Linked DNA regions of Mus musculus: all the other regions are linked to region 5. Evidence: chromatin contacts called from public ChIA-PET, HiChIP or PLAC-seq and promoter capture Hi-C data. All regions are on one chromosome and are shown on one strand. Each heading gives the region's core, a stretch centred on a gene start, on an enhancer-like site or on the middle of the called end of the contact. The rest is flanking DNA. Distances are from core to core; before and after follow the strand shown.

Evidence for each region. Promoter capture Hi-C pulls out the DNA fragments that hold promoters and counts their contacts. ChIA-PET counts read pairs in DNA pulled down with a chosen protein or histone mark. HiChIP or PLAC-seq counts read pairs in DNA pulled down with a chosen protein or histone mark.
Region 1: an RNA polymerase II ChIA-PET map of memory CD8 T cells shows a contact between it and region 5, with 17 read pairs. The contact joins the enhancer-like site here to the promoter of Bcr in region 5. A contact is called at or near these places in 1 of 39 promoter capture datasets (stem cell-derived epiblast-like cells), 1 of 15 datasets of contacts at CTCF or cohesin (the NIH/3T3 cell line), 16 of 484 Hi-C or Micro-C datasets (B cells, the HL-1 cell line, the N1E-115 cell line and 11 more), 8 of 115 datasets of contacts at active chromatin or transcription factors (CD8 T cells, embryonic forebrain, embryonic limb bud and 5 more) and 1 of 9 other capture datasets (embryonic stem cells).
Region 2: an H3K4me3 HiChIP or PLAC-seq map of pro-B cells shows a contact between it and region 5, with 4 times the contacts expected there. The contact joins the enhancer-like site here to the promoter of Bcr in region 5. A contact is called at or near these places in 1 of 39 promoter capture datasets (hippocampal neurons), 1 of 15 datasets of contacts at CTCF or cohesin (the NIH/3T3 cell line), 3 of 484 Hi-C or Micro-C datasets (embryonic stem cells, frontal cortex and nephron progenitors) and 6 of 115 datasets of contacts at active chromatin or transcription factors (the 230-238 cell line, embryonic stem cells, extraembryonic endoderm stem cells and 3 more).
Region 3: a promoter capture Hi-C map of pre-B cells shows a contact between it and region 5, with 9 times the contacts expected there. The contact joins the promoter of 4933407G14Rik here to the promoter of Bcr in region 5. A contact is called at or near these places in 5 of 39 promoter capture datasets (the 3T3-L1 cell line, the C10 cell line, hippocampal neurons and 2 more), 1 of 15 datasets of contacts at CTCF or cohesin (the NIH/3T3 cell line), 24 of 484 Hi-C or Micro-C datasets (the Ba/F3 cell line, the C2C12 cell line, CD4 T cells and 17 more), 10 of 115 datasets of contacts at active chromatin or transcription factors (CD8 T cells, bone marrow-derived dendritic cells, embryonic limb bud and 7 more) and 2 of 9 other capture datasets (embryonic stem cells and liver).
Region 4: a promoter capture Hi-C map of liver shows a contact between it and region 5, with 3 times the contacts expected there. The contact joins the promoter of Upb1 here to the promoter of Bcr in region 5. A contact is called at or near these places in 8 of 39 promoter capture datasets (the 3T3-L1 cell line, 3T3-L1-derived adipocytes, the HPC-7 cell line and 4 more), 2 of 484 Hi-C or Micro-C datasets (the HPC-7 cell line and liver), 2 of 115 datasets of contacts at active chromatin or transcription factors (embryonic forebrain and large pre-B cells) and 3 of 9 other capture datasets (adipose tissue, embryonic stem cells and macrophages).

What each region holds. Positions count from the first base shown.
Region 1 is chr10:75,422,072-75,427,445 of GRCm38.p6, reverse strand. It overlaps Upb1 (ureidopropionase, beta), which reads right to left. Exons shown (of 10, transcript NM_133995.4): 4 at 2,859-2,953. Among named protein-coding and RNA genes, the nearest start is that of Upb1, 18 kb to the right of the region's middle. Within about 2 kb of position 2,780, at least 31 of the 459 cell types and tissues checked have an H3K27ac peak or open chromatin away from gene starts, as enhancers often do. A contact at or near this core is called in CD8 T cells, Th1 cells, group 2 innate lymphoid cells and 3 more, where this site is marked.
Region 2 is chr10:75,489,924-75,494,692 of GRCm38.p6, reverse strand. No RefSeq gene overlaps it. Among named protein-coding and RNA genes, the nearest start is that of Gucd1, 25 kb to the left of the region's middle. Within about 2 kb of position 2,617, at least 35 of the 459 cell types and tissues checked have an H3K27ac peak or open chromatin away from gene starts, as enhancers often do. A contact at or near this core is called in the 230-238 cell line and pro-B cells, where this site is marked.
Region 3 is chr10:75,447,632-75,452,761 of GRCm38.p6, reverse strand. It overlaps 4933407G14Rik (RIKEN cDNA 4933407G14 gene), which reads right to left and starts at 3,252. Exons shown (of 3, transcript NR_045841.1): 1 at 2,309-3,252.
Region 4 is chr10:75,405,374-75,410,681 of GRCm38.p6, reverse strand. It overlaps Upb1 (ureidopropionase, beta), which reads right to left and starts at 3,771. Exons shown (of 10, transcript NM_133995.4): 1 at 3,523-3,771. The coding sequence starts at 3,626.
Region 5 is chr10:75,057,017-75,062,502 of GRCm38.p6, reverse strand. Bcr (BCR activator of RhoGEF and GTPase) reads right to left here and starts at 1,607. Exons shown (of 23, transcript NM_001081412.2): 1 at 193-1,607. The coding sequence starts at 1,477.

The sequences.
Region 1 (5,374 bases), core at 1,531-4,030, 360 kb before region 5:
TGACCCTATTAGAAGGTATGGCCTTGTTGGAGGAAGTGTGTCACTGTGGGTGCAGGCTTTAAGACCCTCATCCTAGCTGTTTGGAAGCCAGTATTCTGCTAGTAGCCTTAAGATGAAGATGTAGAACTCTCAGCTCCTTCTGCACCATGCCTGCCTGTACTCTGCCATGCTCCTGCCTTGATGATAATGGACTGAACATCTGAACCTGTAAGCCAGCCCCAATTAAATATTGTCCTTTATAAGACTTGCCTTGGGCATTGTGTCTGTTCACAGCAGTAAGACCCTAACTAAGACAGTAGGCACTCAGTGAGACAGGTCTATGTAATGATGAAGCCATATTCAGAGATGCACTATTTCTTATCGTTAAGAGCCAAGAAGTAAAAGCAGCTTCCTCTGTCCATCAGCAGATGAAGGGCTGAACAAAATGTGGTGTGTGAAGACAATGAGATATTATCCACCCACGTCATGCCAGGAATTCCTATCATATGTTACAAGACTGATGAACCCTGAGGGCACTGTGCTAATGATATCATCTCATTAAAATACAATATATGGTTTTCATGTATAAAGGAATCCTTGAGTGATGAAATTCACAGAAATAGAAAGGAGAATTTGCTTCTCAGGGGCAGGAAGGGAGAGGTACTAGGAGAATCTCCAATGGCTACAGTGTTTTAGATTTCTCCAATTCAAGATCTTGACAGTACAGCAGAGAGGACACATTTCATAGAGTTGAATTGTATAGGCAAAAGCATGGCAGATGACAAGTTTGATATTCTTCATAGGATTAAAAAAAATGAATTGGGCCGGGGCCTAGCAAACACAGAAGTGGATGCTCACAGTCAACTATTGGATGGATCACGGGGCCCCCAATGGAGGAGCTAGAGAAAGTATCCAAGGAGCTAAAGAGATCTGTAACCCTATCGGAGGAACAACATTATGAACTAACCAGTACCCCAGAGCTCTTGACTCTAGCTGCATATGTATCAAAAGATGACCTAGTTGGCCATCACTGGAAAGAAAGGCCCATTGGTCAGGCAAACGTTATATGCCCCAGTACAGGGGAATGCCAGGGCCAAAAAATGGGAATGGGTGGGTAAGGGAGTGGGGGGGGGGGACTTTTGGGATAGCATTGGAAATGTAATTGAAGAAAATACGTAATAAAAAAAAAGAAAAAAAATGAATTGTACTCTTGAATTACCAAAACCAAGGAGAGGACACAAAGGTTGGGGGAGGGGGCATGTTGGGGGTGTGTCTTGTGGAATGGGAGGAGCTTGGAGGTGCATAGGATCAATATATATTATACACATGTATTAAACTGTCAAAGAATAACTGAACGATATTTTTAAAAAATAAGTAAAATCGAGTCTGGTATGGTAGTTCATACCTGTAGTCCTGAGACTTGGCAGGCTGGGGTGAGAACGTTAAGAGTTTGAGAATAGATTGGGAGACATATTTAGAGAGCTCCAGGATACTAAACCTAGAGTAAGTACCCATCTCAAAAAAACTCTTAATGAATTATCACTATTCTTCTCGGCTATAGTAAGATACCTTGCCACTTAGTCTGTTTTGTGCTGTTACAACAGAATAAGAGAGATTGGGTAGCTCATAGAGAACAGAGATTTATTTCCTTGGAGGTCCAGGTCCAAGGTCAAACATGCAGCATCCAGCAACTCCTGGGCCACTGTGCTGAACTGTCCTAGTGGAGGGTGGGAGAACGAAGAAAGAAGAGACTGCACTTGCTTTTATTAAAAGGGGGAAAAACCACTCTGGAGATATGGATGCAAATCCATGCACAAGAGCTAAATCTCCATGACCTGCCCACCTTTTTTAAAAAATCACTATGATTATGACTCTGTCTCAAACCCCCTTAAGCATGATACAAAGTCTGAATGAGAACAGAAATCTGTTGGAGCTGAGAATAAAGACACATTACCATTCATAATTTCTTGACTAGTATGGATTTTTCTCATAACAGCTTTACTGAAATATAGTTCAAAGGAATAAATCCATTGTTTTTTTGTTTGTTTGTTTGCTTTTCTGTTTGTTTGTTTCTTTTGTTTTTGCTTTTTCAAGACATGGTTTCTCTGTGTAGCCCTGGCTGTCCTGGAACTTTGTAGATCAGGCTGGCCTAGAACCCACAGAGATCGTTCTGCCTCTGCCTCCTGAGTGCTGGGATAAAAGGCCCGAGCCACCACCGCCCACCCAGAATCATCCCTATAAGGTGATATATATGCTGCTGGTGCTCAGTATCCCAGAGTTGTGCAATGGTTATAACGAGCTAATTTTGATACATTCTTACCGCCTGCAAAGGATTCCCTGCACCCATTAGCAGACGCTCCTCTTCTTTCCTAACCCTTTTGACCTGACTTTTTTTTTTCTCTCCTGTCTCTAGAGATTTGAGTGTTCTGGACAGTTTTTATAATTGGGATCAGATCTCATATATAACGATGTTTTGGTTAGGAAAAATAAAAAACAATCTCTACACTATGAGACAGACTGTGTGTTAAAACTTTCACTCAATTACGGCAAGTGGGAAGGGCAAAGGTCTAGAGAAGATAAATGACTCTCATCCTGGAGTGGCAGCTCCATCATTTGACAGATTTTCCATGAAGTCACTCCAAACCATCTCTCCCCGGGCTGCAGCTTGTCACTGGTAAAGCCAGGAAGGGCCCTTGTAGCTCTGAAACTACAAACTTAAAATGAAAGTAAACCTGACAATAATGAAAGTGTCCAAGTACTATCTAATCTTCTCTGGTAAATATTTTCCACACTGAAGAGGCACATCAGACAGCTGTGGCTGTGCTCTGCAGCCCGCGTGGGTTGGCCAGCCACCGCTACCGGAGCACAGTTAAGGTCACCTTCTGACAGAACCTGGTGGTGAGCCCATCCTCGGCCGACTCAGCAAATTCTGTCCAAGGAAGTTTCTCTCGTGTACAAAAAGCGAACGGCATATCTGTGGGGAGAGAGAGAGAGACAGAGACAGAGACAGACAGAGAGACAGAGAGACAGAGAGAGACAGAGAGAGATAGAGGTAGGTAGGTTAGGAACGAATGAGGTGACCCCTAGAGGGTATCCTCAGGCCAGAGCAAGTCACCACTGGGATCTTTTTTCTTTGGGGACAGGGAAGCTTTTTCAGAAATAAACCTATAAAAGTTTGGAAACTACTGGACAGGAGGGGGATGTCCAAAGACAAAGGCATCATTTTCAGGATCTTTAGCTAGACCTTGCCAGGGACTTAGTTCAGTAGAAATTAATTAAATTAATGAACATGAGTGCATGCATGTGGTACTGAATTCAAAATTAGGTCTTTGGGCAAACTAACCATTCTATCACTGTCTATACCACCAGAGTTCTATGTTTTCAGTGCTGAGGGTTAAGCCCAGAGTCTTACGCATGTTAGACACGTGCTCGACCACTGAGTCATGTCCCTAAACCTAAAGTCACCTCTTTGCATTTGCTTGCTTCCCAACACTGGATACGTATATAGGAACAGTAAAGAATGTGTGTCATCTCCATACATATGGTGCTCACAACAGCACCTTTCTGTACGGGGTGTGGTAGTTTGAATAAGAATGCCCCCATAGACTGTGTTTGAATGCTTGGCCCACAGCAAGTGGCACCAATAAAAAGTATGGCCCTTTCAGAATAGGTATGGCCTTGTTGGAGGAAGACTGTCCCTGTAGGGGTAGGCTTTGAGGTCTCTGAGGCTTAAGCCCAGGTTCACAGTTCACCTCTGCTACCTGAGGATCAAGATGTAGAACTCTCAGCTCTCCAGCACCATGTCTGCCTCCATGTGGCCATGCTTCCCGCCATGATGGTAATGGACTGAACTTCCAAACTGTAAGCCAGCCCCAATGAAATGGTTTCCTTTGGAGTTGCTGCGGTTATGGTGTCTCTTCATAGCAACAGGAATCCTAACTAAAACAATGAGTCAGAAGGATTGAACTAGGAGTGGACCCTGAGACTCTCAGCTATGTATGATGTTGTTATACTACCCTGGGTATCTTAGTTAGGGTTTTGCTGCTGTGAACAGACACCATGACCAAGGCAACTCTTATAAGGACAACATAAGCCAGTGGAGCTGACTTATAGATTCAGAAGTTTAGTACATTATCATCCAGGTAGGAACATGGTGGCATCCAGGCAGGCATGGTGCAGGAGGAGTTGAGAGTTCGACGTCTTCATCTGAAGGCTGCTAGCAGAAGACTGGCTTCCAGGCAGCTAGGATGAGGGTCTTAAAGCCCACACCCATGGTGATACACCCACTCCAACAAGGCCACACCTCCTAATCGTGCCACTCTCTGGGCCAAACACATACAAACCACCACACTGGGCAAATGTGAAATACTGTAGTAAAGCAGTTATCTTTATAACTACCACGATGTTAACCAAATGGATACCTCATCATGATTAAGCATGTCTGCATGTCTTCCTTGTCCTGGAAGCAGCTCACTGATAGGGCCCCTCTCTAGAATACTCAGGGCTTAGCTAGATTCCGTCTCAGTACTGCAGAGATAACAATGTTCTTCATTACCAGTCATACTGAGTAGCTTGCTGCATATTTCCTGGGAACCCTAGATTTGTCCTCTCTTTGCTGCTCATACTCCCTGCGTATCACCCCGGTTGTTTTCTCCTGGGCTCACTGGTTTATTGTTACTGTTCTTTGTTTGGTTTTTGAGGTATGCATATGATGACTGACCCATTCAGCAGTCTTTAGCTCCCTGTCTTATACGAACCCACCTCCTTTCGTTTTGAACTGTCTAGCTGAACGGATGTTTCTAGATGTTTTTGCTAGTGCTTGTCTGGTTCCAAACTGATCAATTTTCAAGAAACACATCACCTCATGACACGGTCTGGTGGTATCTACCTAGCATCGGCACGGTGTTTGGGGCCTATTTAGGAATCATGGCAACAGCCGACGTGAGAATGGGCAGCTCAATTCTCACACCTTGCAAAGCCATTGGGATCCTCCTCCCTGCTCATCAAAGAAAGAGAAGTTTACGTTTGTCCTGGTCTCAGTAAGCCTGGTCCTAAGGGTTAACATGATATCGATGGCACTGTCATCCACTCTGATCCATTGGCAGATGTTCCCAACGAAGTCCAGGAAGTCTTGGTTCCAGGCTCAAGGTTCCCTAAAGTCCTTCAGGTCCAGACAAGAAAACTATTTTAAGGAATCCAGCAAGAAGAGCTGCTGATAACAAAAGAATCCCTAACGACCATCAATTCTCAGCTTCCAGAATTTAAGAAGTGACTTAAGTGTCCCCAGAGAACAACATTTCCCATGCTGAGTTCATTTCAAGTTGTTAAGGGTTCCAAATTTCTGTTTCCCTTTGAAAGGCTTCTTTTCCTGTTGCACATAAATATCCCAACACAA
Region 2 (4,769 bases), core at 1,368-3,867, 430 kb before region 5:
AAAAGTTCAAAAACAAAAGTACCTGATGCTGAGGCCTTTCAGCCGGCCTCATCAACTGCCCAGGTTCCTGGGACTCCCCCAGAGCCAAAGAGTCTCCAAGGTCCCAATTGTGGTCAGGAAGTCACAGGGCTGGGCCTGTCCGAGGTCTCATAAGCCATTCCGACATTGTCAAAGTGCCATCAATAGTCGGGCTACTGACTGTCCTCATGTCCCTGGAGGTATAAGGGCATCAGACCCAGAATCCTCTCCAGCTGATCTCCCAGATCCAGGCCATGGATAATTGAAGGGGCCCAACCTCCTTTGGTCCAGCCACCACTAACTCTGGCAGGGAGCCTTAGGTAGTCATCACAGTATGAGAGTGTCCAATCTCCTTCCTTCTGGATGCAGGGGGCCACCTACTCAATCCTGATGGAGTTCTGGGGATTCACCTCTCTTTTCTATGGGAATGTCTATTTCTCTTGCTCCCCATTATCTGCTTGACCCTAGCCTTGACAGCCATTTTTTCTCGTCCTTTTCCTCCAAACCACACAACCTGACACACCCTTTCCCTTACCAGCCTCCCGGGTAGATCCCCAGGTATGGGGCACCCTCTAGTCAAGCATCATTCTCCTTTCATCGTTATGATTACAAAATCCCACCAAATATATCACCTGGGCTCAATACTCCCCCTCTCACCCCACAGCCTCAGAGGACTTCATCCCCTTATCTCTGATCGTTCTCCTTTATACTCCCGTACTTGCAGTTAAGAAGCCCAATGGAACCTATCACTTGGTTCAGGATCTCCGACATATTAACTTGGCAGTGGTGCCTCTTCACCCTGTGGTCCCAAAGCCCTATACTCTTCTACCATCCCCTCAGATCAAAGTCTCCCAAGAACTTCTGCCACTGGCTCTCCTGAGACTGAGGGCCTTCCCAGAGAAACCTCTATCCCTTGTTTTGAGCTCAAGTATGGACAGCTGGTTCTGCCTCCTGGTCGCCTGTCTTAGCTGTCACCTCTCCCTGATCACCTCCTTTCTCCTCTGTTAAGCTCGCTATTTTCACATGCTCTGTTGGAACTACACCCACTACTGCTTGCCTCAGTGTCACCCTTGACTCCCTTTCCTCCTCAAACAACATTGAGGACTTGGTCCTCCTCCCTACTTTTGATCACAACCCCCCTCCTCTTTCTTCTTAAATGGAGAAAGGTCATCCTTACTACCCCCAGGTCATCCTTACTACCCCAACTGTCTCTAAACTTGATGGCTTCCCTCACTGGACTCTTCTGTGAGAATTCTACTTCAAGGTAGTCTGGTGGATGCCATAAAGGAGGAACTGTGGTGGGTGTGATGGTTTGTATATGCTCGGCCCTGGGAGTAGTACTTTTAGAAGGTGTGGCCCTGTTGGAGTGGGTGTGTCACTGTAGGCATGGCCTTTAAGACCTTCATCAAGCCAGTCTTCCGCTAGCAGCCTTCAGATGAAGATGTAGAACTCTCAGCTCCTCCTGCACCATGCCTGCCTGGAAGCTGCCATGTTCCCTGCCTTGATGATAATGGACTGAACCTCTGAACCTGTAAGCCAGCCCCAATTAAATGTTTTCCTTATAAGAGTTGCCTTGGTCATGGTGTCTGCTCACATCAATAAAACCCTAACTAAGAAAGTGGGCAAGTGAGATTTCTGGAGACGGTTGACCAGTTTGCACAGCTACAATGGATGTACCTCGGAGAGGCACAGTCCTGAGGGATTCATCTCTGGATTACTTCTTGATGCTGCTGCTGCTCCTTCTCATGTCTGTCACTGCTATCGTCCTCATACATCTGGCGTGGTGTGGTTGGGCATGGAGAGATCCTTACTGCCTATAGTCTGGTATGATGACTTCTTGGGCTTATTGGTCAGTTTTCCTGCAGGTCAATATGAAGGTGAACTTTGGTGAAATAATTTTATTTTGATGAAGCAATGATTTTTTACAGAAGTTGTGATTTGATTTAAATAGTTTGGGGGAAGTTAGGGTAGTTTATAGAAAGTTTAAGGGGATTTACATTGTTTTGCCAAAAAGATATAATAAAGTTAGAATTAGAGTAGAACATGCCCCTTCCCTTGTAGACTAGCAAAGGCTTCATAGGTTAGAAAATGTGCACCGTGAGCTTCCATGCATTATAAGCGTGCAATTGTACTTGGAAGAGAAAAATAGGCTTGGGACAACAATCAAAGAAAACACTCATTCTAGGTTAGGTCTGAGTTCCTGGATCTTGTGATTTGGGAATGTGGACATAGGTTTCAGAGTGGACCACGAAAAGACAGGGTTAGGAATAAAGAGTAGATTATTCTACTGTCAGTATGAGAATAGACAATAGATGATTAGCCAGTTTAGTTGAACAAGACTTCAAAAATAAGACATGTTGCAGGATATCTGGATTGTGTTATTTACTGGAAGAAGAAAAAACTGTTTCTAGTTGTGGTGTGACTCAGCCATAGCATAGACCTTTAATCCAAGAGGTTTCTGTTTATCATAAGAAAGATTATATAAAGTTAACCATAGGTCAAGAGGTGGAGCAAGCATCTAATTGACAGGAAGTGAACATAGGAAAAAAATCATAAAGAGCAAGAGGAAGTCAAGAGGATGGATAGAGAAATGCACAGGAAGTAGAAGAGGGGGGGCATTCAGTTTGAGGTTTTTGAGACAGTGTGAAGAGCTTCCTATTGGGACGTCGGCTGAGGAGGAAGGCCAGCTGGGTAATTTTTTTTTTTTTTTTTTTTTTTTGCCTCTCTGAGGCTTTCAAACCCAGCATCTGGCTCCCAAGTCTGTCTTGGTAAAAGCAAACATTTGAGATTTTTATGAAGAACAACATTTGGCACTACAACGTGTGGCATGACCACATGGACGAAGAAATCATGCCGGCTACAGACAAACTGAGAAGCCATCAGATTTGGTTAAGGCACCTGGGAGTCCTCAGAGAGAGAGAGTTAAGGATGGGAAATACCATAATACAATGCACTAGGGACCCTGCTACTGCTGCTCCAGATGGCTTGAAAAATATAAGCAGAAAATGAAAAGATAGTATCTTAATTGAGATTGACATAATACTGATTATAATTACTATCAGTCTGGTAGTTCAGATTTTACCCTTAATGGCCATAGTGGGGTTTGTGTGTGTGTGTGTGTCAAATATGATAAGTGGCTCTTACTCTCTCTCTTCTCCTCTTGCCCCTCTCTACCTACTCCCCTCCCCCCACATGCTCATGCTGGCCTCTACTCTCTCTCTCACTTCCCCCCCTGCCTTTCTCTCAACTCCTCTCCCTATGCCCTGAATAAACCCTATTTTATACTAAAATAATAGAATAAGTGAATTGATAAGAGACAAGCCTTAGAAAGAAAGATGAAAATTAAGGAAAATACTCAGACACAGAGGAATTTAGACAAGGACCTACCATGCCACCAAATAATGAAACTGAAGAGAGGAAGCCCAAGGTTGTTTGAAAACCAACCTTTAGTTCATCCAGTTACTATGTAAGGCTTACCAGCAAATGATAGATGCCCCCAAGGTTATGAAGAAATTAAAGAAAATCCTATAGATGTATTAGATTTGAGAAGATTCAAGGAAGCGATCATTTCATATGTGTTCACCATATGTGAAGCAGATATTAATTCATGGGCAACTCAGAACAGAATTATTCTCTAAGACTGGAAAGATTTGGCAACAGCTATAATGGAAGATGGCCCTCAGTTACAATGGTGAACATGGAAGAAAGAGGAAGCTAGGGCCACAGAACAATGAAATAGGGCCAGAGATTTAAATATTTCCCAAGATCAGTTGCTAAGTGAAAGTCAATATGCTGAGCTACAAAAGCAGCTGGAATTTGATGATAACACCTTGGAGCTATGTCATTTAGCAACTTTAAATGCTTGGGACAAAACTGAAGAATCAGGAAAGAGGTTCGAGTTGTTTACTAAAATCATACAAGACCAAAAGAAGCCTATACTAATTTTTTTTCAAAGATAACTTCAACTGTAAATAGAATAGTATCAGATACAGAGGTCAGAAGAAATCTTAGGATGAAGCTCCTGGGGCTGTACCTTCTAGGATTCACTCATGGCAGCCATGCAAGACAGTGGGCTGTCTCCAGGAAGCTCAGTTGCCCACTGCAGTTGCTCCTGCATGGTGTTCACCAAAAATGGATCCTCCAGTTCAATTCTTGGGTCCATTTTCTTGGAAAACTTTTTCCCAGTCCTTTACTCTGAAGCAATGTCCATCTTCATTGCTGAGATATGTTTCTTGTATGTGGCAGAAAGAAGGATCCTGCTTTCTCATCCATTCTGCTAGCCTGTGTCTTTTTATTGGGGAATTGAGTCCATTGATGTTGGGAGACTAACATCTCCCATCTATGATGATTGAAAGTTTTGCTGGGTATAGTAACCTGGGCTGGCATTTGTGGTCTCTTAGAGTCGGCAAGACAGTCCAAACCCCTTCTGGCTTTTAATATCTCTCTCCTCCCCGTGTGTGTGTGTGTGTGTGTGTGTGTGTGTGTGTGTGTGTGTGTGTATGTAAGGTTGTTGAAGCTTTTCTCCATCCACTGAATACATATCTGTCTGTCTGTGTATATGTCTGTCTGTCTGTCTATATGTACGTACATATCTATATGTATGTGTGTGTATATATGTTGGAGCCTACTTTGCTTCATCCAGTGTGTGTGTGTGTGTGTGAGATCACTGGCCACATCAGTGGAAGCCTGAAGTGGAAGTTTCTGGTTGTGTCATGTGATGAAGACTCCCTTGATGTTTTGCTGAGGCAAGA
Region 3 (5,130 bases), core at 2,003-4,502, 390 kb before region 5:
ATGGTGGCTCACAACCATCTGTAATGAGATCTGATGCCCTCTTCTGGTGTCTCTGAAGAGAGTGACAGTGTATTCACACACGTGAAATAAATAAGTCTTAAAACAGGAATTCTATGAAATCATTAATTCATCTAATCAACATTAATTCATGAAAGCTCATCTTTATGTTGATCTGCATGAAATCTCCTCAATAGGGTGGGCTAATGCTCAGAAATCCTTAGGGTATGTAATAGTAACAGGAAAGGCATATCAGCTGCAAGAAGCAATTTCTTGGGGCCTTGCCTCTCAGAGCTCACCTACTGCAGACCATGCAAAACGTGGTGGGCCACCTCCAGGAAGATCGCCTGCTAGCCTTAGCCTTTCCTAGATGGCCCCTGACAATTCCCAGCACCCATATAATTCCTAACTTAGGAACATGAGTATTGGGAACACAAAAGTTGCAATCACAGAATGGTGTGTCCCCTCTCCCCCCTCCTGTCCCCCGATTTTTAGATAGGGCTTTACTATGTAGTGCAGACTGTCTCAGCACATGACAAGTAGACCAGGCTGGCCTTGAACTCACAGAGATCCATCTGCCTCTGCCTCCTGGATGCTGGGATTAAATGTGTACATCACTTTGTCCCACTCAGGATAAAATGTTTTATCTCCAAATTATGAGTCCTTTCTGCCCACTAGTGTAAGATCTAGTGGAGGTGGATTCAGGTGCTTGGTTCCCTACAGTACATTCCCAAGGGGCTGGTGGTTGCTTGGACTGATCTGTGCCACTCAGGGAGGGTGAGCGAGAGGAACTGGATTGCACAGATTGTGAAATCAGTAGAGATTGTAGCTATCCCTCATTCACTGAGGACATGCAATTACACCCTCATTGGACAAAGTCGGGCATCAATGACATCATCTTGTGTTCATCCATTTCTTCTCCAGTTCGGTTAAAAGTCTTGCTGTCTAAGGGCTGGAGAGATGGCTCGGCAGTTAAGAGCACTGACTGCTCTTTTAGAGGTCCTAGGTTGGGTTTCCAGTACTCATGTCAGCTTATGCTTTCCTGTAACTCCAGAGCCAAGCCTGGTACCCAGTGTCCTGCCTCTTAGGCCAACTTGATCTTTGTAAAAGCATAGAAATACCAGAGCTGCACTGGCCTTTTGCCAAGTCCCTGCAGGAGGTCACACAGCCAAGCAGCTCTCTGAATTCCTCTCTATTCTTAGCCTGAACTCTCAATGACTCTGATCTCCAGCCTTTCCCTCCTCTTCCCTTTGCTTGGCTTGTTGTGTGTGTGATTTGTGTTTTAATAAGTGGAGCTACGTGTAGGAAACAGGCTTCAGCCAGTCCCGCTGCAGACACCCCCAAAAGAATAACCTTGAGACAAGAAGGCCTGAGAAAATAATTGGCTTCCTTTCCTCTCAAGTGACCTAGAGTGTCCAAGAGCTGCTCTCTCTGTCGCCGGTCACAATTGCCAATGGGGCTTAGGCTGCCCATGAAGAAGGCGAAATCACCAGGAACAAGTTTCAAGGGGGACTGGCTGCTCGTGATTGCCACTGAAGTCTCATTTTGATAAAGACAGAAGCCAATTCTTCCCAGACCGAACATCTGCTTCAATTCTGCTCCTCGAGTCTTCTTCCAAACACGAACAAACAGCTTGTTTTTGGCACAGTTCTTACTTCTCAAAACCGACTTTTTTATCTGTTTGTCCAAACACCTGCTCTGTCTAAACAAAAGGCCAAAAGGAACTTAAGTGGTTCCGGGCTTCCAGTTTCTCAAAAGGACAAAACCAAGAGAGGTTGCAAGACGTGACAGTGGTGTATAAAATGACCCATGAGAACATCTCTCTCACATTCAGGTCAGGCAAAGGTTGCTCTAGGCAAGAAGTCAGAGGAAGAATTGGAGTCGGGTCTTGTGTTTCCGATGTCCATTGCTGTGGCACACATTATGCTACATTGGATATTACTGTCTGTTACTGCATAACAGATTACTTTAATATTTGTGCCTTCAGACAACAAACGTATTATCCGACCATTTCTGTGGTCGAGGGTCTAGGTTCAAGAACTGGGTGCCTCAGGTTATAATTGAGCTCTCATCCTAAAGGCTGGATGGGGTTGAAGGGACTCCACTGTCAAGTTCACTGACATGGTCCTTTGTAGGGTTTGGATCCCGGGATGCAGGCTTCTCTATAAGACAGCTCTAACACTTTCTTACAGCGAAACAGTTGAATGAGCAGGATAGAAGCCCTGGTCCTTTGGCTACCGCATCTCAGGAACACCACCTACCATGATTGCTCTCCAGACAGTCCTCAACGTACAGGTTTTAGAACGCTTACCTTTCAGGTGGTATGAAGAGCGCACATGCAACCACTGTGGGACCTGTGGCACTGCTTTGAATCAAACGTGTTTTGTGTTGGATTATTCCCATCCGTAGGCTAATACAATTGTCCTGAGCTATTACATTCAGTAGGACAGACGTTTGCAATGCATTTCGGCTTCCTGCTATTCCCAGCTTTCGATGAAGGAATTTATTGTTGTAAACCAAGAAACTCCCTGTGCTTTATATTCAAAGAAAGTTACTAGTTTTAATTCTCATATGGGAATGTGAATACCAAGAGACAGTGACCATTGCACCGTCTGTCTTAGAAGATTGTATCATATCCTGCCATATGGATTGGATTTAAATATACACATGGGTGTCAGAAAGATTTCAAGGACGTGTTCTTTTGTAATTTAGTCAGAGGTTAACAAGAAACTATAGCAATTGACTGGCCAACCTTGGACTAGGTGTTCAATACCAAGCCAGAGAATTAAATTTTATCCTTGAGCTATGTCTTAACAGTTACAGAGCATGTGGGGGAAGGGCATTTGACTGAATACAGATGTGAAATTAATGACCCTCCCCCTTTTAAATAAATAACAGTTTTTCAAGCACCCAGCATAAAATGAAGCTGGAAATTGAGACTTAGTCATACACCTGTGTATCCCAACTGATGGAATCTCCTTATGCACTCTGGGAGTCTGCTGAGCCTCAGGGACTTGGGATACATAGACAAGAAGGCAAATGTGGCATTTGAGAGCAGACAGCTCATTTCCCATGCCCCTAAAAGTTCAGGAGCTTATTGTATACTTAGACTGGATTCCATTGTAACAACTGATCCTGGCCAGTGGGCAGTATTTCCCTCTCCCTCTCTTGGCATGGATGCCTCCTAGAACTGTATCTGTATAGCTACACACCCTGAGTATGTAAGAGCACATGTTCTGGCTGAGGTAGGTGTGTGTGTGTGTGTGTGTGTGTGTGTGTGTGTGTGTGTATGAACTCATAGTGAGAGAATGTTAGTTGTGTAATGAAATCATAATGTGACATCACAGAAGGAGTGGTTTAGACAACAAACATTTATTCCTCAGAGTTCTAGTCGCTCCTAGTTCAAGATGGGGGTGTGGGCAGGTTTGGCTTCTCTTGAGGTTTCTTTTATGGGTGTGCCATGGCTGCCTTCTGTGTCCTTACATGGCCTCTTCTCTGTTCACGAATGTCCCCTGTGTCTCTAACACATGTTGTTGTTAGATCAGGGCTCTGTCTGGCTGTGCATCTGCCTCGCCACTGGAATGCCGCTCAGGGAAGACAGAAAGCAGACCTAGGGGACTGACTTTGGGCTCTGCGCATGCCAGACAAGCACTGTGCCTCTGAACTACTTACCTAGATCTTGATTTGCAGCAGAGTCTCACTGGTTCTGGCTAGTCTTGAGCTTGCTATGCAATCTAGGATAGCCTTGGATTCCTGCCCTAGTTTGCTCCCCTGTTGGTTGAATAAATAGGATGATCTGATCCAAGTTGGGAGAGCAAAGGGTTTATTTGGCTTACACTTCAACATTTCAGTCCTTCATTATGGGATGTCAAGGCAGGAAGTCTGAATAGGAACCCAAGATAGGAGCCTGGAGGCAGGGACTGAAGCGGGAATTCATGGAGGAATGGTTTACTGGGCTTGCCTCCCATAGTGTTCAGCTTGCTTTCTTTAAAAGAAAACATTTTAAATTAAAATAGAATTATAACACTTCTCCCTTTCATTTCCTCTCTCCAGCCCCTCCTAGGTCCCTTCCCTCAAACCTCTCCCATGGGCTCACATTCTCAACTTGATAGCTTCTTTTTGATAATCTGTCTGTCTGTCTCTCTCTCTTACACACACACACACACACACACACACACACACACACACGCACGCACACATACCTTGCTGAGTCTGTTTCTGTTGTTTGTGAGTGATGGTTTCAAGGCTGACCACCCTGCATTGGAGAATCAAATGGTTCTCACCTCTTAGGAGAGGCTGATACTCCTTCCCAGTGTTGCCTGTGCCCTGGGCTGCTCTCTGCCTGACCCTACCTGCCCTTGGGAGTTGGTGTTGAGGTAGTGCAGAGTCAACGGAGACTCTGGGAGCACGTGAGAAACGCTGCAGCAAGCTTTCTAAACACTGCTGCAAGCTCCTTTAATACCCTCGTTGGTCCCAAGGAAGCACCTTTTCTAAACAGCAGATCTTGATTGGTTGGCATTGTCTGTACCAGCAATCCTTGGTCTCTCAGGTAGTCTTCAATTAGGTTCTCCTGCAGGAGATACGTTTGGGGCTGTGTGGCCCCTAGAGGCTGTCCCACTATTCCTGCTACAGCCCAGTAGTCAACAGCTGCCTGTAGTTCTTTGTGTAGGAGTGAGAGACTGTGAAATGACCCCCCCCCCCATTCATGTGAATATGCCCATTGCTATTGTGATTGTTCCAGTCTTATTTATGTAGCTGTTTTAGGAGAGACTGTCTCACAGCAGACTTCCTGGCAGTCTCAATCTCCTAATCTCCGCCCCCCCCCCCCAAGCTATAGATGCAGGAGCTATGTAGCTATGTGTCTGTTGTTGCTTGGCTCCCCACAATCTGTTGATCTCTGCACTGTATCCAGCTGTGAATTTCTGTGATGGTCTCGTAATTATGCTCATCTAGAGAGATAACGTTCCCATGGATCTGTAGAGTAGATCCTTGACGTGGCTGACATACACTGAAGACATCTTTGGCTCCCCACACTTGGCTGCTCACAAACACTGGGCAGCACCCAAATGTGGACACCTGCTGCAGCTGCCGCCCTTCATGACATTTGTGGTTTTAATCTTAAATGGGCTCGAG
Region 4 (5,308 bases), core at 2,522-5,021, 350 kb before region 5:
TACCAATGTCTCTGAATCCTCAGAGCCATAAGTAAATACATTTTCCTGAAGAGCAACCCACTTGCTGATATCAAAGCTAAAACAAAACAAAACAAAACAAACAAACAAAACAAAACAGAACAAAACAAATTTAAAAACAAGGCAAAAAGAAAATGATGGGCACTTAATGGAATAATAGTCCAGGAAGGAATAGAACCCAGAAAATGAGCCTTAGAAATTTTACTCAGGTGTCTCACGATGCATTCAGCTACCTGTCCCTCTCGTTTGGTGGCTCTCAACCTTCCTAACTCGGCCACCTTTCCATACAGTTCCTCATGTAGTCCTGACCCCCAACCGAAAAATTATTTCATTACTTCCGCATAACTGTTCTTAATGCTGCTATGAACCGTAATGTAAGTAGCTGATCTCAGGAGACCTGATGTAGGACCCAAGAGCCAGAGACTGAGAACCACTGCCTTACTTGATTTCATCTCCTCTGCCTCGCGCTCTTGCTGTGATGAGCCTCAGCACCTTTTCCTAATCCCCAGCTTCCAGGAGGAAGGCTTGTTGCTTCTCATCCTGGCCCAACACACAGTCCTGGATCCCTCTCCTTAGCATGGAGACGGACCTATCCTCAGGGCTCCAGGCTTCTGCTTCCTTAGCAATGCTTCAGCTGGAACCCTCATCCCTCTTCCTCTGGTATCTCTGTCATGAGTGCGTTAAATGATTAAACTGAAACACTGTTACAAAGGAAACAGGTTTGTGGGGTGAGAAATCACAGCACAGGGGAGAAGAAAATGAAAAGCAAGTCTCTTTCAAACACTAGCTCCAAACCTCAAAGGGGGTCTGATGTTTTAGGCATCCTTCCAAAGAGATACAAAGTTACCAATGTAATGACTGCTTCCTGAATTTCCTCTTTATCCTGCCTGTTTCACTCAACAACCTAGAGGCATGTGGACACAATGACTTTTCTATCAGTGAGGGACTACATAGGTTACTTCAGTCCCCTATGACTATGGTGGTCCTGAAAAGTTCCTGTCACCTTGTGACATCCTGATTGTCGTGACAGCCTAGTACATTATATATAACTGTGGTACATAACTGCAATATATTATATAACTGTTCCTAACATGCAGGAGACCCTCCTGAGTTTGGGTCTTAGTATCACCACAATAATGATAATGATAATAACAGTAAAAAAAAAAAAAAAAAACCAACAAGGGCAGGAATCATGTGCTACAAATAATCCCTCTAATGTCCTAGGCAAAAAATAAGTAAACAGGCTGCATGTGGGGGTGGTGTGGGAGAGTGGAGGGTTTGGGGGGTGATGCAAGCCTTTAATTCCAGCACTCAGGAGGCAGAGGCAGGTAATCTCTATGAGTTCGAGGCCAATCTAGTCTACAGAATGAGTTCCAGGATAGCCAGGGCACAGAGAAACCTTGTCTCAAAACCAAAACAAAATAAAAACAAAAACAAGAAAGTGAGCAATAAATGTTTAAGGGGTTAATGAATTTAATGAATGTTTCTTGGTTCTGTTCTCTGGGGGTCTCGTCTGTCTGGTGTAGGCAGGCAATGCACACTTATGTAGCTTTCTCACTTATCAAATATTTAATAAACATTGTCAGTGTATATTGGGCACAGCCAGAAATCTAGGGCTAGGATGATTTGGGGAACCAGCCATGTACAAGTTGGCCTCTGAAGAATGAACAGGAGTTTAAGTGGGAGGGGTTTTTAAGTATTTTAAAGACAGAATAATTTCCTATCTTCAGGTGGAAATTCTATTCACAGCCAAAACTCACCCAGTTGTAAGAACTAAGCATGCATGAAGGTTCACACCTTAAGAGATAGAACGTGAAAATTTCATCAGGGAACAGAACCTAAGAGAAGAATGGGAAATGGGCAAAGGAACTTGTTCAGGTATTGGAAGCCAAAGCCCAGGGTTAGGACCTGGCAGTTCCAGGTTAGCATAGGTTAGTCCCAGGTTAGCACAGGTTAGCCCCAGTTAGCATTGTGCCCTCCATTACAATTCTGCCCTGCTTTGTGATTCTCCAAATGCTGATATAAACCCTCTTACTCGGTAATCTCTGACCTGGCCTCAGTCCTACCTCGAATGTGTACCAGTCATTTCTATGGGAAATATTTCTTTCTTCATAATAACCCTTGATTTTACCTCAGACACCAACAAAATCTTTCAGGATAACGTGCTCACTTTACCCTTAAAACAGAATAATTAGCATTCCTAGAATTTGGGCTAAGATGCTCCTTGCTTTGTTTTTTTGTTTTTGTTTTGATCTTCTTTGGAAGCCTCGATTCTAACACTACTCATCTAACTAATGTATTGCTGCTGTTGTTTGGGGGGTTTTGCATGGGGTTGTGGAAACCCAGGCCTCCGGCATGCCCAGCAGGCCAGTGAGCTACATCCCCCATCCTCATGGCTGGCTGATCTTGTAAGTACGGTGGAAAGTGAGAGCATTTTAGGGTCATCTAGCCTCTCACAGATTATGGAGACAGTTTCGTGTGTGTGTGTGTGTGTGTGTGTGTGTGTGTGTGTGCGTGTGCGTGGGGGGTGGGGGAGCTAACAAAATGCCAATGAAGTTCTTCTACCACCCACTTGCTGCGGTAGATTTAGTGGATCGGGCCTCCCTGTAGGAACCCTAAGGTTGCCAGGAACCAGTGATTTCATCAATTATCTTTGGCTGATCAAGGTTCTAATGCAGGGTCACCGGCATGCAGTCCAGAGAGCAAACAAGCTACATTGGACAAGGCCTGAGCAGGCCAATATAAGCAAGAGTTGGACAGAGGTTTAGCAAGGTCAGAGTTCACATTCTGTTCTAACAGCCTAGAAAACCCATTATAGCGTTTGTGCAAAGGACAAGGAAACAGTCCATTTGAAGACAACTTTCTGATTGCTCCAGAAAAATAGATTGAAACTGAAGACCAAGAGGGAGGGGTATTTTTTTCCTCCAGCTCTGTTATACCTGTTATACCAGATGCCCAACTCTAATAAAAACAAAAGGAATAAAAAAAAATCTGGTGAGCTTGCCCAGAGTGGGAAAACTTGAGTTATCAATTCTCTTGTCTGGAAAGTTAGTTTGGTCCAGTATTCCTCTATCTCCAAGCTGCTAGGAAGGATGGTTCACGAGACCCTCACTGCAGGTATTGGACAGCCCCCCCCCCCCCACCAGGTAGCTGCGGTCTGAGGCAAAGCTAGTAGCTTAGGGAGGGGAGGAAAGTTGGAGTGGCCCTGGAGATAGCTTTAAGAGACACATTCATTTTCGGTCCTATTTTGTTCCACACAAGGTGGGCGATGGCGGGGGCGGGGCTGGGGAAGCAAGGAGTCTGGGGCAATGAAAGTATGGTTTGTAAGAGTCACCTCCCTAAAGATTCTCATCTCTCACGACATGTGGCCTTTGCAAGTGAACTACAGGGTTCCTCATCACTGCCCCCACTGAGCCAGTCGCATCCGAGAAACCCTCCCCTTGCTCCTCCAGCCCACAGATGGGTGACTCCAAAAGCCCCAAACTCAGCATCTGGGTTTCTGACCTAGTCTGCTTGCCGTAGAGAATTCGCTTCACCTGGGCCAAATCGTCAGGCGGCAGATGTTTTTCCAGGCACTGCTCCAGGGACTGCCACTCCGGTCCCGCCATGGCCAGAAGCTGGTTGCAGGGACTGATGTCCCACACGAATGGCCTGCCCTCGGCCTGGAGTATGGGGAGAAGGAGGCAGCAGCCTGGCAGGTCTCCAGAGGCACGGGATTTGGTGCTCTGTGAGGAGGGTTCACATGCTGGCAACACCCTCCTCACGCCTCTATGGAGGGCAGCCAATACATGCTCAGGACATTCCTGGCAGACCTTTTCTATTGGCGCTCTCTCTGGTGACCAGGTTGGATCAGTGCAGGTCGCCCCTGGAGGCTTTCCCTAACACAGGCGCCTCCTTCTTCCTCCTTCTTCCTTAGATCTTTGATGGGCTGAAGTAACTTTACCTAGGTTTGGGTCAGCAGAACAGGGCAGCCAGCCACGCCGGCCCACTACTACACGGGGCTGCTGATGGGCACAAGAAGCAATACTTTGGCATCTGAGTATTTCAGGGGCCAGTCCAGAGTCCTGGCACTATGATAATACCAGGCCTTTGGTTTCCTTTGAGCCACAAATCACATGAGTCAGAAGCAAGTTTGGTTTCCCTGGAATCAGTACTGCAGAATATGGGATCCCGAGCAGGTTACTCTCTGTACTCTGATGCCGCTTTGGGATCTCTGCCGTTTGTGGTATGCATGCCCACATGTGCGCTTTGCCAGCTGCAGAGTGGAGAAAGACCCTCTTGCTGTTCCCTGTAACTTACAGAGGCCATATACTTGGGAGCTGGGGTGGCAGGGAAGCACTCCCAGACCCTGATTTACTCCTGTGACCTGGGGAGCTATCCTGCTACTCGGGTCATCTGCTGCTTTATCTGTGGAATTGGAATGCGGTGACCACTTGCCGCAGTTTAGTTCAGTGGTAGAGCATCGCCACCTTGCTAGAAGGTGTGGCTGAAGATATTTATATCACCGCTTTGATGTTCTCTGACAGCTTCTAGTGTCTTCCTTTTCTAGAAGCTGAGAGATTTGTGTGGGAGACTTCACAAAGCATAACAAAAAGACAGTAGAGACAAAGACATAGAGACAGTTGGCACTCTGAGTGTAGATCCCGCCGCTGCATATTCAACCAAACTTGATTAAAAAGTTTCCTCCAAGTTGTGCCCGTTTTGTAAGGATTTTCTCCTTCCCCACATTAGTCCCTAAATAATACAATGTGTCAGTTGCTTATATAGCACTTACACTGGATTAAGCTTACCTTTAGTTGGGGTTACTATTGCTGTGGTAAAGCACCATGACCAAAAGCAACCCAGAGAGGAAAGGGTTTATTTTGCCCCCGGTTCTATATAACAGTTCTTCATCAAAAGCCATGAGGGCAGGAACCTGCAGACAGAAGCTGATGCAGAGGCCATGGAGGAGTGCTGCTTACTGGCTTGCTCCCTATGGCTTGCTCAGTCTCTTACAGAACCCATGACTACCAGCCCAGCGGTGGCCCCACCTACAGTGGGCTTGGCCCTCCCCCATCAACCTTTAATTAAGAAAATGTCCGTCCCATAGACTTCCCTATAGCCCCTTCTTACGGAGGCATTTTCTTAACTGAGGTTTCCTCCTCACAGATGACCTTAGCTTGTGCCACATTTGACATAGTTAGGTATTATTATCTAGAGACTGTTTAAAGTAGATGGTATAGCTTATCTGCAAATACAACACTATGTTAAAGAAGGGACTCTTGCTTCCAGGATTTGGGATTGCTAGGGG
Region 5 (5,486 bases), core at 358-2,857:
CAGCCATTCCCTTCTATTCCCCCACCCCCATCCATTCCCCTTCAGGAAGAAGGGGGTGGAGTCAGTTCAGGCGCAGGGCCAAAGAGGCACAAAAGCACTTGAAAATCACTCCAAAAAGTACCCATTTTCTCCCATGCCAATCTACTTCAAGAGTCCAGAACAGGTCCAAGTATGCCCACACAAGGCACTCACCTGCTTCCCCTTGAAAGGTGCTGTCCCCATCACTGGGCCAGATCTGCCCAGTCTTGCGGACACCCACGATGGTAGCCTCAGACACCACAACCTGGCACTGCCGGTGCCGCTTCTGGCACTGTGGCGTCGGGGGGCTGCTGCTGTCAAAGGACTGCTGCGAATTCTGCGAGGGTGAGCGGCTCTTGTCCCGGAACATGCGGTAGGTGGTGGGGCTTGGTGACACGCGGCTGGACTGGCCAGAGGAAAAGTCCTCCTCGCTGGAGGTGAGGTTCTCGTTGGAGCTGCAGTCCGGCGTGTAGCCACCTCCGCTGTCCTCGAAACTCCGAGGCGAGTAGGACCTGCGAGGCCAGGTTAGGCGTTTCTCCTGCTCTGAAGTGCTCTGGCTTCGCAGGAGAGGGCTCTTGCCCTCCCCTTCCACCATCATGCCTCCGACATAGATGCTCTGGTAGGGTTGGTACTCCAGGGGCGGCCAAGGGGGCCTGTTGCCGCCGTTGGCATTTATTAGGTTGTCCTTCAGGAAGCGGGGATTCAACTCTGCATCCTCATAGTCACCGTCAAGGCCGCAACTGCTTTCCGAGGAGCGCCCACGGTAATGGGGTCTGGGTGCTTCCCCCAGGCCCTGCCCGGCGCTCTGCTGGGACTTCTTGCGCTCCATTTGCATGGCCTGGCTGCCCAGGGAACTGATTCGGTCGGACACCTCTTTGTCGTTGACCTTCACCAGGCCGCGCTCGTGGTGGAACTCGACGTTCACGTAGAAGGGCTTCTCGGCGTCGGCAGAGCCGGGCTGGGCAGGTCCCTTGCGGATCTTCTCGAAGTTGGATCTGAGCGCCGCCACGCTGGTGGGGGGCCCTCGGTCGTCCCGGTCCGCCGATGCAGCAGCCGCTGGCCTGCGGGCGGACGCTGACCGCCCCTTACTCGGTGACCCCTCTCCGTCCGGCCGCGCCTCGGACTCCTCGACGGGCGCCGGGTCTGCGCCGTCGGCGGGCGCGGGCGGCGGGCGCGGGGCGGACGCTCGGGGCTCGGCGGCGCCGTCGGGGGGCTGCGCTGCACGGCGGAAGCCCCAGCGCTGCCGATCGTAGCTCTTCTTCTCCTTGGCCAGCAGCGTCTGCAGGTAGATCATGCGGAAGCGCTCCTGGTTCACCTCCTGCTCCAAGCGCCTAATGGAGGCCTTGCAGCGCTCCAGCTCCTGCTCGATGTCACCCACCGAGCGCAGCTCCATGCGCGGCGGCTCCGAGTCCGGGAACTGCGCCCTCCACGCCTCGGCGAAGCCCACCGAGTCCACCATGGCGCGGCCGGCTCACCTGCGCCGCCGAGCTGCGCGCCCGGAGTCCGGCTCAGCGGCGGCGCGGCGTTCTCACCGGGCCCGGGCTGGGGAGCCCGGTGGCTCCCATGGCCCCGCGGATGCGGCGGCGAACAATGCCCGCCCCCGGGGGCCGCAGGTGAGGTGGGAGGCTCGGCGGCGGCGGCTGGGGGTGGGGGGCGCGCGCGGGCGGGGGGAAGGGCGCGGGGTTGCGCACGCCGCTATTGTGTGCGGGGCTCCGCAGCGCGCGCGGCGGCGGCGGGAGCCGTCCTCCGCAGAGCAGGCCCACCGCCGGCCCACGGCCGCAGCCCCGCGGGCTCCTCGCCTCCGGTTCCCGCGCCGCCCCGCCCCGCTCCGCAGCTTTCCGGGCAGGCGCTCCGCTCGACACGGCCAGCTCTCGCCGCACTCCCGCCCCGGCCCGCACTCAGCGCTGCAGGAAGGGGAGGACCGGGGGGCGGTGGCCGCGGAGCGGCTGACGGGGCTGGGCGCGCCTCTTAAAGGGGCCGCGCCGCGGGAAGAGCGTTGGGTCCTTAAATCGGACCCGGGACGGCTGCTAACCGGTCTGATCCCCTTCTGTACACAGAGGCGCCCCAGACCGGGTGATTCGAAGCGATCCTTTCACCACGGAGACTCTCATGCCTGTTTCCTCTTTTCTGCATCCACCAACCTCGGTGCTGACCGCACCAATGAACACCCAGCAGGGCCCAAACTATTGAGAAATCAACCGGGGCAGGTCAACGGTGCAAGCCAACAGCCCGGGTGCTAGCCAGTGAACCTCTGGTGCTGGAGGTGGGTGATGAAGCTTCACAATGGCCACTCAGTTGTCACCGGACTCCTTACACTGAATGATAACTTAGGAATGTCTCCCCATCTGTTCGGTCAACGTATCTCCCTTCCTGAGTAATGACTTTTGACCTCTGGAGGCCAATGTAGTATTTTCGGGGTCTTTTTCTTTCTGTGAAAGGATCGCACACCTCCTTCTCAGCAACAGAGCTGGTGGAAGACAGGAAATCTTTAATGGCTCCCAACGAAGCTTAGGGATCTGAGGCACTTAGCAGAGATGCTCTCTGCAGGAACTCTCCAGAATACAAAATGAAACCCAGGCCAGCCTGCTGGGTGAGGTGAAAGGCAATAGGATTTGGCAGCTGAAGAACAGCTTCAATTTTGACCACTTCTCCCATCTCCGTGCCTCAGTTTCCCCGAGCTCTGAGATAAAACCAGAACACCTGCTTCCACAACTGTTATTTCCTTGGTTATAAACTGTTATCATGCTTTTCTAGAGAATTAGAGCCCAGCGCCAGCAGCCAGATCAGCAGGGCCTCCCTGACTTAGGCCGGGATTCTCTTTCCGGCCCTGGAACTCGCTTCCATCCAGCCTGTTGTCTGCACCTAGTAGGGTTCAGTTTGTGTTAACGTTGGTAGGGCTGGCGAGTCTTTGGAGCCCCGCTCAGGAACTCTGTGAGCGCTGTGCAGCTCGCTGCTGCCCTCTGTAGACATTTTTAATCTCTTGTTCCTTCCTTCCCCGCCTACCTCTTGCCCAGCAGGCAGTAAACAACGCAATTGCAGAGAAGAAATAGTTTTGCTGGTGACTTGACTTCTGAGCTTTGAAACAAAAACAAAGAGAGAGAGAGAGAGAGAGAGAGAGAGAGAGAGAGAGAGAGAGAGAGAGAGAGAGAGAGAGAGAGAGAGAGAGAGAGAGAGAGCAGGCATCCCAGAAGCACAACAGTGAAGTACTTCCTTGGTAGAATGAGCAAGTTAAAAAGCCTGATCCTCGCTGGGGGCGTGGCTCAATGGTAGAGGTCTTATTTGGTAAGACATGGATTAATCCCTAACAGTACATAAAAAGGAGAAAGACACAGACAGATAACACACACACGGGGAGGGGGGGGTGGCGGAGGGGACTGGGGCAGAGAGACACAGAGACAGGAGAGAGACAGAAGAGAGATGGAGACAGAGCACAGAGACAAACAGGGACAGTGACACACAGATACAGGGAGGAAAGAGACAGAGGAGAGAGAGAGGGAGGGGAGAGAGAACGGAGAGAAAAAAAAGCCAAAGCCGTGACCTCACAGGGTCACAATCAATACTAGCTGCCGCCCATAATGATCTGATGGGCTCATTCAATAAGTGAGCCAGGCAGGCGAGACGAGAAGAGCTCAGGCCTCTGGAACCCTATTTCCTGGCCATCTGAAAAAAGGAGACTCTTCCAAAGACTACATTCTTCTTCTTCTCCCCCCCCCCCCCTGTTGACTGGGTCCTTAAGTTCCCAGTAGGCTTGGTAGGGCCCATATAACCATTAATGTGTGGAACAGCAATTAGTACTTTGGTGGGAGAGGGTGCTGCCATTCATCCATATGATAATTTGTGCAGAGTTTTTGGTGTGTGAGGTGCTGGGAGTTGGAACCCCGGGACCTGTTAACACGCTCAGCATCCGCTTTGCCACTGAACCACACTCCTCCCTCTCCCTCTCCTGTAAATATTTTCCATGTACTCAACCGTTCATTTATTTTGAGATGAGGGCCCATACTTCTGGACTCAAGTGATCCACTTCTGGCTGCGGCCTCCTGAGCAGCTGGGACTATGTTTATGCGCCCGCATGCTAGCTTTTAATATTTTATAAATAAATAAATTTGCTTTTAAAACTCAGAAGCTGTCCGTTGGGTTTTGCAGGCTCTGTTCTCTTGACATAGCAAAGTGCTCGTTGAGTACAAGGGCACAGCCAGATAGTGGTCCCCCCCCCCCCCCCCCGTCAGACAGCCAAGGAAAGCCTTTCATCCTCAGGACCACCCTGGCTAACACTAAGCTTCTGGTTCTTTTCTGCACAGAGCCTCTCTCCTCTCCCTTCCTCTCCTTTCCTATAGCGCGTTCTCATCATCTGTCCTTCACTAGCAGGACAGGGTAAGGAGAGGCGTAAGGATCATCCATACTACAGTCTATCTCATCCTTCCAGAGTTTGTTTCTGCTAGGTCTTAACTTTGCAAGCTTTCAGATTATTTGTCAGCAAGTAGTGGACAAATTGGGATATATGTATGGCCCAGAAGAAGCACAGCCAGCAGAGATGTGTGTGTGTGTAAGAGAGAGAGAGAGAGAGAGAGAGAGAGAGAGAGAGAGAGCGAGCACAAAAGACAAACAGACTGAAAGAGAAGGCAGGCAGAGCTGGGTCAGCAGAGAATAAGGCAAAAGTTGGGGAAGGGCTAGCCTGGACAAGGTGACAGTGGGCTAGGGCCACAGCTAGGGCAGTGGGCTAGGGCTATAGCAGATGAGATAGAGAACAAGAAAGAGGCTTCAGAAAGTAGCTATTTGAGGAACAGCTAAATTAGGAGATGAGGTCGGTGTGGGGAGCAGGAGGTAAGATCATAGGTAGGCTTCTATATCCCTAAGAGACTTAGGCTTCATTTTAAAGGCAAGTCAAGTCACCAAATGGGCCTTATGCATGGTCCAGAACTTCCCGCCACAGTCAACGTTTTAAAATCTGTGTACCTTCTCCATGTGGATCCCAGGCACTAAAACGTTGGCTTCAATGGATCAAAGAGCAGAATGTCGAATTGAACTTCAATGGATTTGTACTGAAGTGCTCCCGGCAGCTGCTAGGTCAGCGGTCCACACAGTAAGCAGAAAGAGACCTGCCTGATATGTTTGGGTGGGAGAGTTAGATGACATAGCAGTAAGAACCGGTCTGTGGCAGCTGTCTATGGAGAGAGAAGCTGCTGACTTAGACTAGGTTGGAAGTAAGGTGACTGGGAGAGCGTGATAGTTTGCAAGTCCATTTTAGGAGTGGAGCCCATAGGACTTGTAAGATGGGTTGGGTGTGGGAAATTAGGGAGAACGATCAGTCATGGGGGTCTGACTGCAAGGAGAGGCAGAGAATCCTATGTGAGATTTCAGGTACCCAGTGCTCATCTTTGGTTCCAAACAAGTATGCATCACCATGCTTGGTTTATTTGGTGCTGGGAATTAAACCTAGGCAGGCAGACAGACTGAGTCCAATAGTAGAG